Linked DNA regions of Zea mays: region 2 is linked to region 1. Evidence: chromatin contacts called from public Hi-C data. All regions are on one chromosome and are shown on one strand. The core of a region is the stretch at or near the end of the contact, and the rest is flanking DNA. Distances in the headings are between cores, read along the strand shown. Region 1 holds the start of LOC100279316 (SNF4). Region 2 holds the start of LOC103641608.

Region 1 (7,320 bases), core at 2,935-5,434:
AGTGACCTAAACACCTATGCCACTTCCAAATTAGAGAGGAAGATCCTGCCAAAAGACATCGAGAGGGGCCAGAAGAATGTGAAAAACCAGCTTGAAAAACTGTCCAAATGGAGAAATCTAGCAAACAAGATCTCCCTTTGCATTCAAAACATAAGAAAGTCCCCTTTAAAGCGCACTTCATAATCGTCCTCAAGGAGTTGCCAAACAAAATGCAGATTGAAATGCAAGTTCAAAACCAAAGCAACATCCTTGAGCACAAAGCTCTCATTTACCCGAATGGTGCCACGAGAGACAACCTTACCTCTTGACTTATCCCCGAATGGGATGTATTCTTTACCAATCACGGGGTCGAGGCTAGAGAACCATTTGGAGCTTTCGGTCATGTGGCGCGAACGACCATAATCTACGATCCACGTGTTCTCCAGGCCTCCGTCCTACATCAATACTACATCAATAGAAAGACACAGGGTGAGCAAATAACACAACACTGGGGTTTGGACACTGATAAGGATGGGGTGACCAAATTTGGCTCATGTCCCACTCTTTGCTTGCATGCATGTTTACCAGAAAATTTGCATGGCAATGTGTGTAAACTATTTTTTTCAAATGACACACCGTCTTTGGTTTCTTAAAATTATCTTCTGGTCCTATTTTTTTAGTCTTATGTTAATTCTAGTTGCTTCATTAGTGGTCACTCTGTGAAGCTATTAATGACCATTTTGCAGTTGTGTTAGTGTAACACTGAAGTGCCCCCTTGATTTACTTGAGCATCCTTCACTGACTTCATACCAAATAAGTACGGGGCACACCTTAGGATATATTCCCAATACTTTCATTTGTGAGTCCTCATTCCATGGAAAACTAAACGTTTAGGGCTAGTTTGGAAACTTAAATCCCCTCCGAGATTTTTAGGGATTGAGGGGAAATTTAGCTTAATTCCCCCCTCAATCTCCGGGAATCCCAGAGGAGATTTATGTTTTCAAACTAGCTCTTACTGTCACTTCTATTTGAAAAAGAAACCTACACCTCAAATTTTTAAATACGGCCATCGAGTCTTTCCATATAATAAACCCCCAGGATAACATGTCTTTTTGCATTGCATAAGCTCTTTTGAAGTCAATCAAACCACATCGGTCTACAAAAGCTACAAATTTGATTACCATCACCTCTCACTCTATCTTTTGGCTTTACAACACATGTAAGGTATAATTAATCGTCTATACAATTTTTTTGGATTTGCTTATCCATAACGGAGCTATATGCTCCCTATTAATAACACGATCCAACTGCGCCCCTTATTATTGTTCATGTTGAAATATTTTTAACATTCTCCTACGAAAAGGTGAAACCTCATGTAGTTATTTGGCTATTCCAAAAACCTCTACACAGATGAGGTGAGGTTCTATTTGCCTTGGTAACTCTACAACCAAATAACCAAATTCTTTACGGATCATGTTTCTTAGGCTAACAAAGCTTTAGTCGAAAATATGAGATGGGTAAAAATGTTACCAAACATGTGTAAAATAACCTTGTCAGATAAAGGTTGACACATGATTAATGTGTTTTTATTAGTCAACTCGCTATTAAAGAACATCAATACTATTAAGACGACTACTATATATACTACTTTAGGAAACAATAGAGGTTGTCAGTTTTCTAATTCATTATAAGCTACAACGACGCGTTATATGTAACCCATGGGCTCTTAATTTTCTAAGCCTTTACAAGCGACAGTCAACATTTCCTCTATGAGTGCATTATAGGACAAAACATTTGCTGCTGAACACATTTCTCTCTTATGACACAACTCAAAAGGGTCTCACAAAATATGTAGAAAAAGGTAAAAAAGACTCAGAATAAGAGAGAGAAAATGTCACTAAGCAAAGAGGAAACCCCACATGACCCTGCAACTAGGGATGAAAACGAACGGGAAAATCTGTTCCGTCCACTACAATATTCCCTTTTGATCAAGACTGTTTTCGTATTTGCGAGAAAAACGGAAACAAAACAAAAACATGATAGTGTATTACGGGAACAGGAACGGGAACGAAAACGATTTAGTGTTTTTTTGTTTGTATTTCTAGAATCTTGTTTTTACCGAGATATTCCTGTTTAAGTCGCGCAAACGAGATAGACAACACAGAAAAATAGACAAAAAAACTCCCTTAGCCCTATCCTCTACGGTCTATTTACTTAATATGTGATTCTTTATTCTTGTTTACTAGGAACTATAATGGTATAAACTAGATTTGGTGAATAATTATGTTGTGGTTTAAACTTTATTGGACTCCTGTGCAACTCATGGTGGATGATGCTACAATTTTTTTGCACGCGAGCCTGTGAACCATGATGTTTGTAATCGCATGGTGGATTAAGGATTGCTTGCATAATATTTGATGTTATTATGTTAGCCTGTTACGACAAGTACAATCGTACAAGCTACTGCCTTTTCTCTTGTATATCCGTAAGTTTGGGTTTACAAGCTACTCCCTTTTCTCTTATATATCCGCAAGTTTGGGTTGATGATTGATGAATGTTAATGGAAAAATTATTACCTTTGCGCACATTGTTGATTTCTTTTAAAACAACTTATGTGTTTGTGCTGACTTTTAAACTTGTGAAATTATGTTTATAGTGTCCTAAACTTCTAATATTGTATTTTGTTGAGTGATGGTACAATATTGTATATTTTGGCCAAATTTTTCGGTGACCGCTCGTTTTCGTTGCATATATGTTTGTTTTTAATCCGTTTTATGTTTGTTTAAATCCATTTTTGTGTATACCCCGCAACCGGTTTCACTTCAGGCTATATTGCTCCCCTTTCAGTAAAAGAATATGGTAACAAAAACAGAAGATAAGTTTTTCGGACCATTTCTGTCAGAGCACCGGCCAATCATTCCCTTCCGACCCAAAGAACTGGGGTGGAAACAGATCGAATATGCACAGGTACGAATTCGAATGCCACAGTTTACCATATTTTAGTCCGAATTTGAATACAAATTTGAATATCTTCGCTATGAATACAAAACGGATAGTCGAATCTGAATTCTTATTCGGATATTTACTCAATTCCACTCAAACAACGTACCCTAAAAATTTAACATATGTATATGTGGATTTTTATTTAAGTACAAGTTTATAAATAGTCAATAGATAGTCAAAACAAACTTAAATTAAAATAGATTTCTCGTGATCCTCCATATCCAAGTCAACAAAATTATATAAACAATATTTTTAAACTATCGAAGCATGTAACAAAAGATAAACAACAACACGTGATATTTAATGCGTGACATTTGTACAAATACAAGTAAATTAGAATTGATATAAAATAGTAAATGTACCAAGAAAAACAAATTTTCTATTCTAAAATGAATGAATGTCCTATATAAATGTGTGTACCAAAACTTAAATGAAAACTTGAAGAAATTTATTTATATATTGTAAAGTGGAGAGTTATAGTTGAATGTTTATGGAACTTCCTTGAGATGTGTCCACTATATAGATAAAATGGAGAGTTATAATTGAATGTTTAAGAAAATCTATTGAATTTTAATATTGAATATCACTAGAAATATAAGGTTTATATATTTATTTATTTATCATATAAATATATTTTAATAAATGATATATATATCATTTTTCTAGTATATTATTAAACTTAAAATCATTTTTAATTAGTAATTAGTGATAAGTTAAGTTTGAAATGGTTTCACGAAACATATTTTTTTTCACGGATACGAATAGCATCAGATGTTTTAATGATTTTTTCGAATACGAATATGGAATCGGATAGAGAAAAGTACTATAAATTAAATTCAAATACATCCATTTGATATCTATATTGAAATCGAATACGGATATTGATATCTATATTAGCAGTTTTAACGAATACAAATACAAATATTTCGGATATTCAGACATCTATTTCCAGCCCTACCAAAGAACCAGCGCCGTCGGTCCAGCACGCCAGGCAAAGCGCCCCCCACAGATTTCAGTGCAAAAAACCAATAAAGAAAAGAAGAAAAAAAGAGAGGGCGGAAACGAGAAAACCAGTGGCAACACTGGGCAAGCGAGGCGACGAGACTGCCGTACCCTCCAACAACCCAAAGCAGAAACCAACAAAACAAGGCGGGGACGGCGTAAGCAGGCGCACACGCGCTCCAACACCCAGGTTTCTCTCTCCTCACTCCTCCTTCGCTTGTCGCTCCGCTTCACCCCAGCAGGGCAGAGCCCCGCTCTCCCTTCACACCAAAGATTTCCTCTTCCGCGTGCGCTTCCCTTTGCCCCGCTCTCCCCCAGCCTCGCTCGCCATATAATACGGGCCGGCCGGCCGGCCAGCTGGGTCCCCGCGGATGGGCTCGGTCTCGCGAGGCTAGGGTTTGGTCGGTCGTCTCGCCGGCGTCGAGGCCGCCAGCGCTGCTAGCTAGCTCTCTCGCGTTAGGGTTCCCCGTAGCCATGGTGCTGCAGCGCTTCTCGTGGCCGTACGGCGGCCGGAGCGCCACCTTCTGCGGTAGCTTCACCGGGTGAGTACGACCACGCAGAGGTTCCATGTCGTGGCGGGGGAGTGCTTGGCCTCGGTGGCTGAGGGTGAGGGGTGTAATGCTGTTTCCTTGTTCCTGCTCTTGTTTGCTGTGGCTGCAGGTGGAGAGAGTGTCCCATGGGGCTGGTCGGGGCCGTGTTCCAGGTCGTCTTCGATCTGCCCCCCGGAGTTTACCAGGTGGGTCGCTGCGCGGATTGCTCTGATTCAGCTCGCCCTTTGCTCTGTGCTTTGTTAATTGCTTTCGTCCTTTCCACTGCTTGTTACTCTGCTCTGGCTAGCTAGGCCTCATAGTCCTTGGTGGTATCCTTCTACATAGAAGTAAGACTTTTAGTTTTGCATGATTGACGTCCTTGTTAGTGTGGCTTGTTACTTTCCATGATTGTCTAGAAACGAGCTTGGTGTGTTTTGGCTTGTATATCATGACGAACTAGTTTCTCCTATGTTTGGTGTGGGGTGGGGTGGCAATGCATCTCGGTTAGTTGGTAGTTGTGGCAGGTGGGTGTTGTCATGTTGAGGTTCTCGGCAGACGTATGTTTGGAGAGCTATTCTATTTCTGCACAAACTGCTGTACCTGCTGGATTTTGGTGTGGCGCGTAAGGGTTAGTGGTTAATAAATGCTGGGATGGCGGTCTTATGTGAACTGACCATTGGAATTAAGCGTCTTGTATTCTTGTGATCTCAATATACATGGATCATGGGCGGTATCAGGCATTGCCAACTATTGATACGTTACATGGCCCTTTACTTTCCGTGTCCATATTTGAATTTAGCAGCCAGATGAAATCTCCTGGTTAAAACTTGCCTGATTTGGTACTGTAGTTCAATCACGAGTTCTAACATTGCGTAAACCACAGACAGATGTATCCATAGCATGAACTTGAACATTATCCATAGCTAGATATAAAGTGTTATAAAGTTTGTATCCTATAATGGCAGACCTAGCATAGGTGTTGGAGGACAGCCCACATCCCACTGTCTCTTTCGTTTCCGACAAGATGTTTTGGCCGTTACATAATGCCTGTAAGGTAGAATGCCATTGCAGTTGTTGCATCAGAAAGCAGCCATTTAACGCCATTGTAAAGTGAGTGATGATTAAATACAGCCACACTTCTGTCTCTCAGGTTTCTGTACATGGAGTTTTTATTGCACCTCTTCTTCCCCAGCAATTAGTACTTGCAGTTAGATTAAATGAATCCTGAATGCCCCTTAACTGTTGGCTTTACATGGAACTACTTTTGCATATACCAGACAACTATTTTGAACTTCAATATGTTTTTCAATTCCAGCAATTGATCGAAACATGATATATTTGACATATTCACGATGGATTTGTGTATTTGATGTGTCGCTTTTTCATCTATCAATGTAATTCTTGGACATAACATTGCGCACAGGTACCAAATTCACACCCTTGTTATTGCAAGTTCTGTAAATCATGATGTTCACATGTGATGGTTTGATTCCGTTCAATGGTTAGCAAGCTATTTGAACATGATACTGTAGTAGTGCACATTTGCTGTACAAATGCCCACTGCCCAGCTATTTGCATAAGATATTCTGTTTCTCCTGTGGCATTTTCTGTGCCACATACATTTATATGGCATTTTTGTGCAATTCAGTACCGGTTTTTGGTTGATGGTGTCTGGAGGTGTGATGAGACAAAACCCTTTGTACGTGATGAATATGGACTGATCAGCAATGAAGTGCTTGTGGAAAACAATGTACAACCTGTTGTGCAGCCAGAGCCTTCTATCAGAGGAACTAATATGGATAAGGGTACCATTTTGAAAACAGTATGTCTCAGAAGTTTAACATTATATTTTCTTGTTCTCCATATTCCTGATAACTAATGGTCTGTTATTTACTGTGGCCTTAAATAAACAAAGATGCCCCCGGAGCCATCATCTCAGAACCCAAGCATGCAAATAGCAGTTATCCGCCATGTGGTCTCTGGAATATTATTACACAATACCATATATGACGTTGTTCCCCTTTCTAGCAAGGTTAGGTTTATTTCTTGCAAGCCAGCACTTCTCTTTAGACTATGTGTATAATCGGATTTCATATGAACATTTCAGTTAACAGTTTTGGACACTCAGCTTCCTGTTAAACAAGCATTTAAAATAATGCATGATGAGGTATGTATGTTACTGTGCTTGCTAGAGTTGCTTCAAATAGTTCACTTTCCCTCTATGGTGCTTGTTTGCTCTCATTTCAACTTTGCTCTGTTTTTAATTTCATTTTGAAGAATTTTTAAAGGTGTGCTAGCAATTATTTGCCTTTTTAAGTAGCAGTTTAATTTGTTTTCCTATTATGTTTTGCAGTTTAAAAACACAACAAAATCGCTCCTAGAAGCAGGCACTTCTTTCATCTGCACTGCATACGTGGCATCAGTTTAATAATTTAAGAATAGCTTCAAACCTTTTGTGTCTCATAGGGTCTTGCTCTGGTTCCTCTTTGGGATGACCGTCAGGGAACCATAACAGGCATGCTCACTGCATCAGATTTTGTTTTAATCTTGAGAAAGGTGGGTGGAATAAATTACTTTGTTTCTTCTTGGAAGGATTTTATGTTCTTACTAATTATCATTTGCTATGCAGTTGCAGAGAAACATTCAAGTTATTGGCAACGAAGAGCCCATTTCTGCTTGGAAAGAAGCAAAGCTACAGTTCTATGGTGGGCCTGATGGTGCTGCCATGCAGAGAAGGCCATTAATCCATGTACTTCTCCATATATTTGCTGATTCTTTCATTTGATTCAATGTGTAAGCAGTTGCA
Region 2 (7,320 bases), core at 1,898-4,397, 170 kb before region 1:
CATAGGATTGTAACTTGAGGCCCAGCATAATCCCTATATCTCGTATGTTATCCCTACTTTGAGTAGTTGGTCTTTCGGAATGGAGAGCACCTTCTCCCCCTCCGTCAAGTTCTTCCTCAAGAATGCGTAGACATAGTCTACCACTATCTTCTTTGCGGCAGATGATTCTGGTCCTGCAATGACATTGGCTTCCCCCATAAGGTAGACCACCCCTCGCTCCATCTCCTTGTCAATCATTTGCTTTTCCTTTTCGACCCAACGAGCCAAATCATGGCCAGACACCTTGGGATCGGTCAGCTCCTTGGTATCTCCAGCTGTAGAGTTCGTCTTAAACGCAGCCTCATCTTGGATGAACGTCTTTAGGCTCTCCATGAGGAACCCTTTGAACAGCCCCGACTCCTCTAGCTTGTCACAGTACCCATACCTCGCCACACACCGGAACATCCGGTGCTCCCTCGGGCCGACCTGCCGGAAGAGGAACCGCTCCACAGGGGCCACGTGTGGGATCGGCAGGTGCTTGATGGACATGAACAGGAAGACCGCGTGCACGGAGGGTATCCTCTGCACCAGACGTGGAAACACGGGGGTGATGCCTTGGACCAGGTCCGAGTAAAGGAGGCCCACCCCGGGGATCCGCCGCACCTCATGCTTCTCAAGCAGCGTTGTCACTTCGTTGGCTGGCACGACGTGGTCCAGCTCGTACCAGTACTTCATCACGTGGACGTAGTGCCATGTGATCATCAAGGCCATGAGGACAAGCGAGAAGCAGAACGGCAGGTACCCGCCTTGGATGAACTTGGTCAGTATGGATGAGAGGTAGACCAGCTCTATGGAGCTGAACACCACGTAGAAAAGCAAGACGATGATGAAATTCTTCCTCCACACGAGTAACATCACAATGGTCGTCAGGTGGGTGGTGATCGAGAACACGGTTACCACACAGATCCCTGCACACCACCCAGAATCAAATGACATGAAATGTATAACTTCTGTCTGTCTGTTCTGGGTTGCCAAAAACAAATTCTGGACCTTCTAGTTGCTTACCATAAGCGTTGCCGATTTCGGTGGTGGTTCTGAAGGTGATCGTGACGATGATGCTTGCTAATCCCATCAAAAAGTTCACTTCAGGAATGTAAACCTGGCCCTCGTAGCTCTTGGATGTATGAATCACCTGGACACTGGGGAAACAGCCAAGAGACAAAGCCTTGGAGAGGATGGCGAATGCGCCTGACAGCATGGCTTGGCTTGCGATGATAGCCGAAAGGATGGCGATAATGAAGGTTGGCCAGAACATTAGCTCTGCGTTAGAACATTATGTTAGCTCGTTATGCATTGTCGTTTCCATGAAGCAAAACTGTACGCCTAATTCATAGTAGTACCTGGGATGGATCTAAAGAAAGTGTCTGCGACACTCTCTGGGAATTTCCTCAGGTAAGCTGTCTGTCCGATGTAACACAGTGCCACGGAGGGGAGCAAGACAGTGCTAAAGCTGATCTGTAGGTGAAAACACAGCGAATGTTGTGAGCTATTTCTGTTTGGCAAGCTTGGAATTTGATTCCTGTAAAATCGGATGCTTTATTTTGAAGGAACAGAATGGAACCAGTTTAAAAGTAAAATGGGTGTATTTGAAAACTTTACAGTGGCATAGTTTAAAAGCAAAATGGATGCTTCTAACTAAACTAAAATTGGAGGTAGAGTTGGGAGAATCAACATGGTGAAGCGAAGAGCATGGGTGTGAATGTCCTTGTTACCTGAATGGCCTTGATATTGAAATGGCTTAGGTCTGCATACATTCCTTCTGTGCCTATTGCATATGACAACAGCCCATTGAGATTGTAGACTAATAACTACCATCGCAATTGCACTTTTCGATGTAAAGTTTACCTGTGACACACAAGATAACGCCACCCAGTGAAACCCATCCATCCTTCCCATTCCTTCTGAAGTAATCCACTATGTACATTGGATTGAAGGCTCGGAGAACACCGATCTCGTGCACAATGAGGTTATACATTCCAATGCCAGCAATAAGAAAAAACCATAGTGTGATGATCGGAGCAAAGGAATACCCGACCTTGTCTGTACCATAGCGCTGGACCGAGAAGAGCGCGAACAAAATCGGCACTGAGATCCAGACTACCTGCGCTGCACGAAAAGTGACAGCAAACAATTTACATGTTGAACAAAGCGTACCAACTGATCAATGTCTGTAGGAGCTCTTTTTTCACATACTTTCAGTTAAGCTTGGCACCTTCTCCCTGATCCCACTCACTGCAGAGAGCACTAGAAAAGCAAGAAACACGTTAGGATTTTGAATACTGGATACGAATGTGCTTATGACTTCTCCGTATACTGTTTCTGTTACCAGAAATTGATGGTGTCAAGGTTCCATCCCCCATCACCATTGATGTGCCAAGGATTGTAATGATAAAGAGGCTAATCTTTGCCGCCTTGCTAGACTCGAGCTTCTGCTTCAGCCACTGTGCCACCCTCAGTTCCGGACTGGGCGCTTCGATGCCATAATTTGACACCATGGCATCCTCAGCCTGCTGATTTGGTATCAGCCTTACCTTGGAGTGCCGCGATATAAGTGAGTAGAGGGCGAACGTGCCACCTAGAACAGCAGTATGTTGCTGTTAAATGTGAAGTACCGAATAAACAGCAGGAATATGGTGACTACAGCAGGTTGACAGGTTGAAATTTCCTGTCTTATGAGCTTACCATCTCCATTGTCATCTGCATAAAGCACAATGAAGACGTACTTGACCATTGGTATCAGGATTAGGGTGTAGAGGATGAGGGAGAGGACGCCAAGTAGGTCATCCTGGTCCTTGATGCCATCAGGGAAGGTGCTGGATATCGCATAGAGTGGTGATGTCCCGACGTCCCCATAGATGATGCCAATGCTCTGAAATGCAAGCTGCAGCAACCGCGGCCAGCCTCCCTGTGTCACCATAAGTTTTATTGTAGTAAATTTTTTCTGTCAGTGACGGTGCATCTTTGCAACACGGTAACCAAGTTGCCTGGGAAGCAGACCTCAGAGCCATGGTGCTTGAAGCCGGAGACCTTTTCTGCATCACCATAGAGTGAATCCTGTCGCTTGAGCTGCTTGGTCGTTTCTGGTGGCTTCTCAACTTCTAGAGACATCTGTGCTCTCTCGTCACATATGACACCTTCGGACAATTAGGAGGTTATTGGAATGTATGAAAAATCTGCAAACAAGATTTCAACCGCAACGCTTGAATAATCAGGTGGTGAATACAGAACCTAAGATCATTTTTAGAAAATTACAAAGTAACCCAAGCATCTCAAATCCTCAGCTGGCCAGGAATTGAATCAACCGCTAAACAAAAAGGTGAAGAGGATCACAAACCCTGTTCAGAAATGCGGAGTCGACGAAGGTTCGGGAGCCGAACCAGCAGCAGTGAGTGCCGGGGAAGACAGCGGCGCACACGTCGGTGAGAGGGTACGAAGTCCGCGTCGTCTCGGCGGTGGGAGGCAACGGGGGCGGAGAGGTAGGAAAGCAAGAGGCGGACATGAGCGTTCCGTACTTATAGGTCCGGTGGTCGCGCCGCGACGCACGGAGCTGGGGTTGGATGCTTGGACGAGCGCCCGCGAACCACGGGAGACGGAGGGAAGGGGTGGTGCCATGCTCGGTGGCCGGAACTGGGAAAGCGGAGCGGAGTGGAGCGTTTCGTAACCACGGCTCTGGAGCCAGACACGTGTGGGGTGAACGAGGGGAGGGATCCACTGTTCCGAAGAGATGAAAACGGACGAAAACCGTCCGAAAAAACTTTCTTCCATTTCTGTTATTATTTTTTTTTACTGAAAACAGGACAGTGGAAACGAGAACAGTTGTGAATATACGGTTACACAAAAACTAAAACAAACTGATATGCAGGGAAAACGAGCGGCAAATAAGGACCGTATTTGTTTCAGCTTTTTTCTGATTCTGTGTAACACCTAAAATCTTATTTTGGAAACATAATAAAATCATCTAAAATTTTTGAATTGAAAATGTGTTTTAAAACAAGAATCTCTTATCTTTGGAGCCACTTCTTCAAAAATAGATAGGTTCTATAATAAAAAAATTAAAAAAAGATTTCTTATATGAATTAAAGTAAACCTTGGTAAAGGCTATATGTTAAGTTCCTCAAAGTAAATAAGTAATGGATATTAATTTTGAATTAACTTACAATTATATTACACATTCAAAATACTATATTCCTATAAAGAATTGTGTATGTGTTCCATGGTTTAAGCATATCCCTAAATAAATAATTAACATATAAAATAAACATGACTTGCATCTCATGTTGGGTTCTTTATATATTGCATCATGTTGGAATTTTATTGCTTGTGCACTTAATATTGCAATCTTAAACATATAATTGTATTTGAATTTGGTTTTGTGAATTAAAATAAGAAAATAGAAATGGAAAACAAAAGGAGAAAACCCTTACCCAGGGGCGACGACAGGGGGCAATGTCCCCCCTAATGCTCCCCTAAATCTATAGGATATGTTAGTTTTTTAACTAATTCTCATGTAAATAGTGCAAAAAATACTTCTAATAGCCCCCCTAATCTAATTTGGTCCCCCTAATTTTAGATCCTGGCTTCGCCCCTGCCCTTACCTGCGCGGCTGCGCCTGGGCCAATTACTCAGCCTAGTAGCCTTCTAAAAGCATCTAGAGCACTAGTTAGTTTTAGTGATTAATGACAACATGAGATTATTTGTGACTAACATGTGTTTTGCAGAACAAATGGTAAGTTAGGTCACAATGCAGGGAGCTACACTCCAACAAGCGAAAACAATCCCTCAGATCAGAACTTGAAGCGACGACTGGAAAAGATGAATCAAAAGACGAAGGTCTTCATATCATAAGTGTCGAAGGAGTTGTGGGACACTTGGTATAGAGTTAGGATTTTTATTTTTACTTTATCCATACTATAAAGAGGGGTTGTAGATGAGTAATTTGACCAAGAGATAACTAGTGTAGTGTCGGTGCATGTTCACACTTAAAACTAGTGCTAGGTGTCACTCAAGATCTCACTCACAAGTTGGAATCAAAATTGGTTTAGAAAAATCCAAGGAAAAATAGAGTGTTGCTGCTCTGGGGACACCAGACTGTCCGGTGGTGCCCTATGCAGCCGGCTAGAGAACGCTCAAGTGCACCCGTGAGCAAACAGGAAGCGTCAGCCGTTTTTTAGAGGCACAGGAATGTCCGATGTGTACCGGACATTCATTGTACAATGTACGATGCTCCTCCATGTAATAGCTAGTTGTCAGAACTAGCCATTGGGAGCGCTCAGGTGGCACACCTGGCTGTCCGGTGCGCCCATGTGCAGAAAACCATGTAACTACTAGTTTGGGTGGTTTATTTATTCCTGCTCCACCAGTCATATTTATTGTCTTGTTGTCTCAATTAACAAGCATTCATTGCTAGAGCATTGCAAGTCCACAAAGTCTAGTGAGGTGATTAGGAAAATCATAATCCCATGTTAGGACCTCATTAGTGCGCATGAGAGCCACCTAGAGCACACACAACATGCATTAGACTTATTTTGGTCAAGTGAAAGTCTACAATTTATTACTCTTGGTGATTGACATCACCTAGATGGCTCGGTGGCGATTGGAGCTCGGTGATCACCTGGGAGGATTTGTTGGTGACCCGACTCGGTGATTGTACGCGGTCGTGAGGGATCCACTATGCCGGAGAGGCAAAGGATCATCTCATAGTGAGCACTTGGTTCTTTCAAGGACCAAGAGGGAGTGATACCCTTGTGCAGGTGCTCTAACGTGTACTAGTGAAGAGTGCCGACTCTTCGACACCTCGGAAAAAATTGGAGGAGTTTTCTTGCCCCTACTTTATATTCCACATTTACTTTAAGCAATTTAATTTGTGTATTTGCATTGCTAGTATTTGCCATGACGACTTAGGGTTTGCTTACTGTTTCATAGCTTTTATATTCTAGTTAGTAGTTGGGTAAAGTTGGGCTCTTGTTTTGGGTTTAATCTTTCGCAAGAATTTTTGAGAAGCCCAATTCACCACCCTCTTGGCATCGTGATCCTTTCACCTTCCTCAACCCATTTTCATCAGACCAACCTAGGCTTCCTCGCGTGGCCCAATTTCCTCCCTTCTCACCAATCGACACATGGGCCCTGCTTGACAACCAACCCCTCACCCCACGTCCACACGCCCACACCACTCACTTTGGTGTGGGCCCCTTTTGTCAGCACCATCCTTAACCAAACCGTAATCGATTCCATCATTCGCACCGGTCGTTGCAACATAATCGTCATACGACCTCCCTCGATCTAGTGCCCCGCGACTGGATCTCTATTGTGCATATAAAGCTAGGCACTATCGACCTCTGGACCACCTCATCGAGCCCCTACGCCATATCGTCAAAACAAATCGAGCCGTGAGTGGAGATCGGGGAAGGAAGAGCCACCACATGGACATGGGGTATCTCACCTTAACAGTCTCCCGTGCCTCAAAGTATGGGCTAGGCAGGTCTCCATGGCACGCTGATGATGCCCAACTCTACACCATGCTGGGCTACGATTGGTCTGCGAGGAATCACACTCTGGTGATTAGGCGGAGTCACCATGCCACCGTGCGCCGTGGAACCTCGCCTCTGTCGCCGTTCGGGACGCGAGTGCGGGTCTGAAAGGTTCATTACGTCCCCTGGGTGGTGGTCGTGGCCACACCCAGGTGGATTTGTGACAATAACACTGGTGAATTTCTCGTCGTGGTGGCGAACGCACAGCGGGATAGCTTTGGTTTGTGGGTAGTAGGGTCGTCGCCATAATCTCGAGTAAGAAGCATGCCATAACATTTGCCTTCCTATCCTATTTCTCTTGCACCGAGTAAATTCGAGCATAGAGCGGTGGGTGAATAGATGTGTTTCGCACCGACGATGGCGCAACCGCGATGCCGTCACACCATCACGCTCCGTGGTCATGATTTGAAGAATCACTGGTAGCCATCTCTAGGACAGATTCGATTAGATCCTGATAGGTGTTGAATCTGAGCCGCTGATCACACAATGGATGGGCACAATTAGATCACAGGTTAATGGAATCTGGACCGTTGTTTCAGTCGCGGTCGGATCGGATGAGAGCAAGGCATGAGATTCCTTGGGCCGTTAGATCTTGATCAAAGGGCGAGGATTGGATACCAGTTTAAGGTATGGGCATTCTAATATGATGCGTAGATTTTCCATCCGACGATCCTAGCGATCCCATACCCCTTTAGTCGATGTCTTTTGCTAAAGAACCCCTGCAAAATTTGAGAATGAAATCCGACGACCCTAG

The links. Hi-C and Micro-C count contacts between places; a contact is called where the count stands out from the background.
Region 2: a contact with region 1 is called in a Hi-C map of leaf, with 8 times the contacts expected there. The contact joins the promoter of LOC103641608 here to the promoter of LOC100279316 in region 1. A contact is called at or near these places in 14 of 25 Hi-C or Micro-C datasets (ear, endosperm, leaf and 3 more) and 2 of 3 datasets of contacts at active chromatin or transcription factors (leaf and seedling).

The regions. Positions count from the first base shown.
Region 1 is chr10:114,820,215-114,827,534 of Zm-B73-REFERENCE-NAM-5.0, reverse strand. It overlaps LOC100279316 (SNF4), which reads left to right and starts at 4,184. Exons shown (of 13, transcript NM_001360964.1): 1 at 4,184-4,526; 2 at 4,645-4,720; 3 at 6,163-6,336; 4 at 6,430-6,546; 5 at 6,622-6,681; 6 at 6,981-7,070; 7 at 7,144-7,263. The coding sequence starts at 4,459.
Region 2 is chr10:114,987,178-114,994,497 of Zm-B73-REFERENCE-NAM-5.0, reverse strand. LOC103641608 reads right to left here and starts at 3,147. Exons shown (of 9, transcript NM_001301450.1): 1 at 3,037-3,147; 2 at 2,722-2,944; 3 at 2,366-2,614; 4 at 2,233-2,283; 5 at 1,885-2,145; 6 at 1,752-1,804; 7 at 1,380-1,494; 8 at 1,045-1,299; 9 at 34-947. The coding sequence starts at 3,147. The coding sequence ends at 34.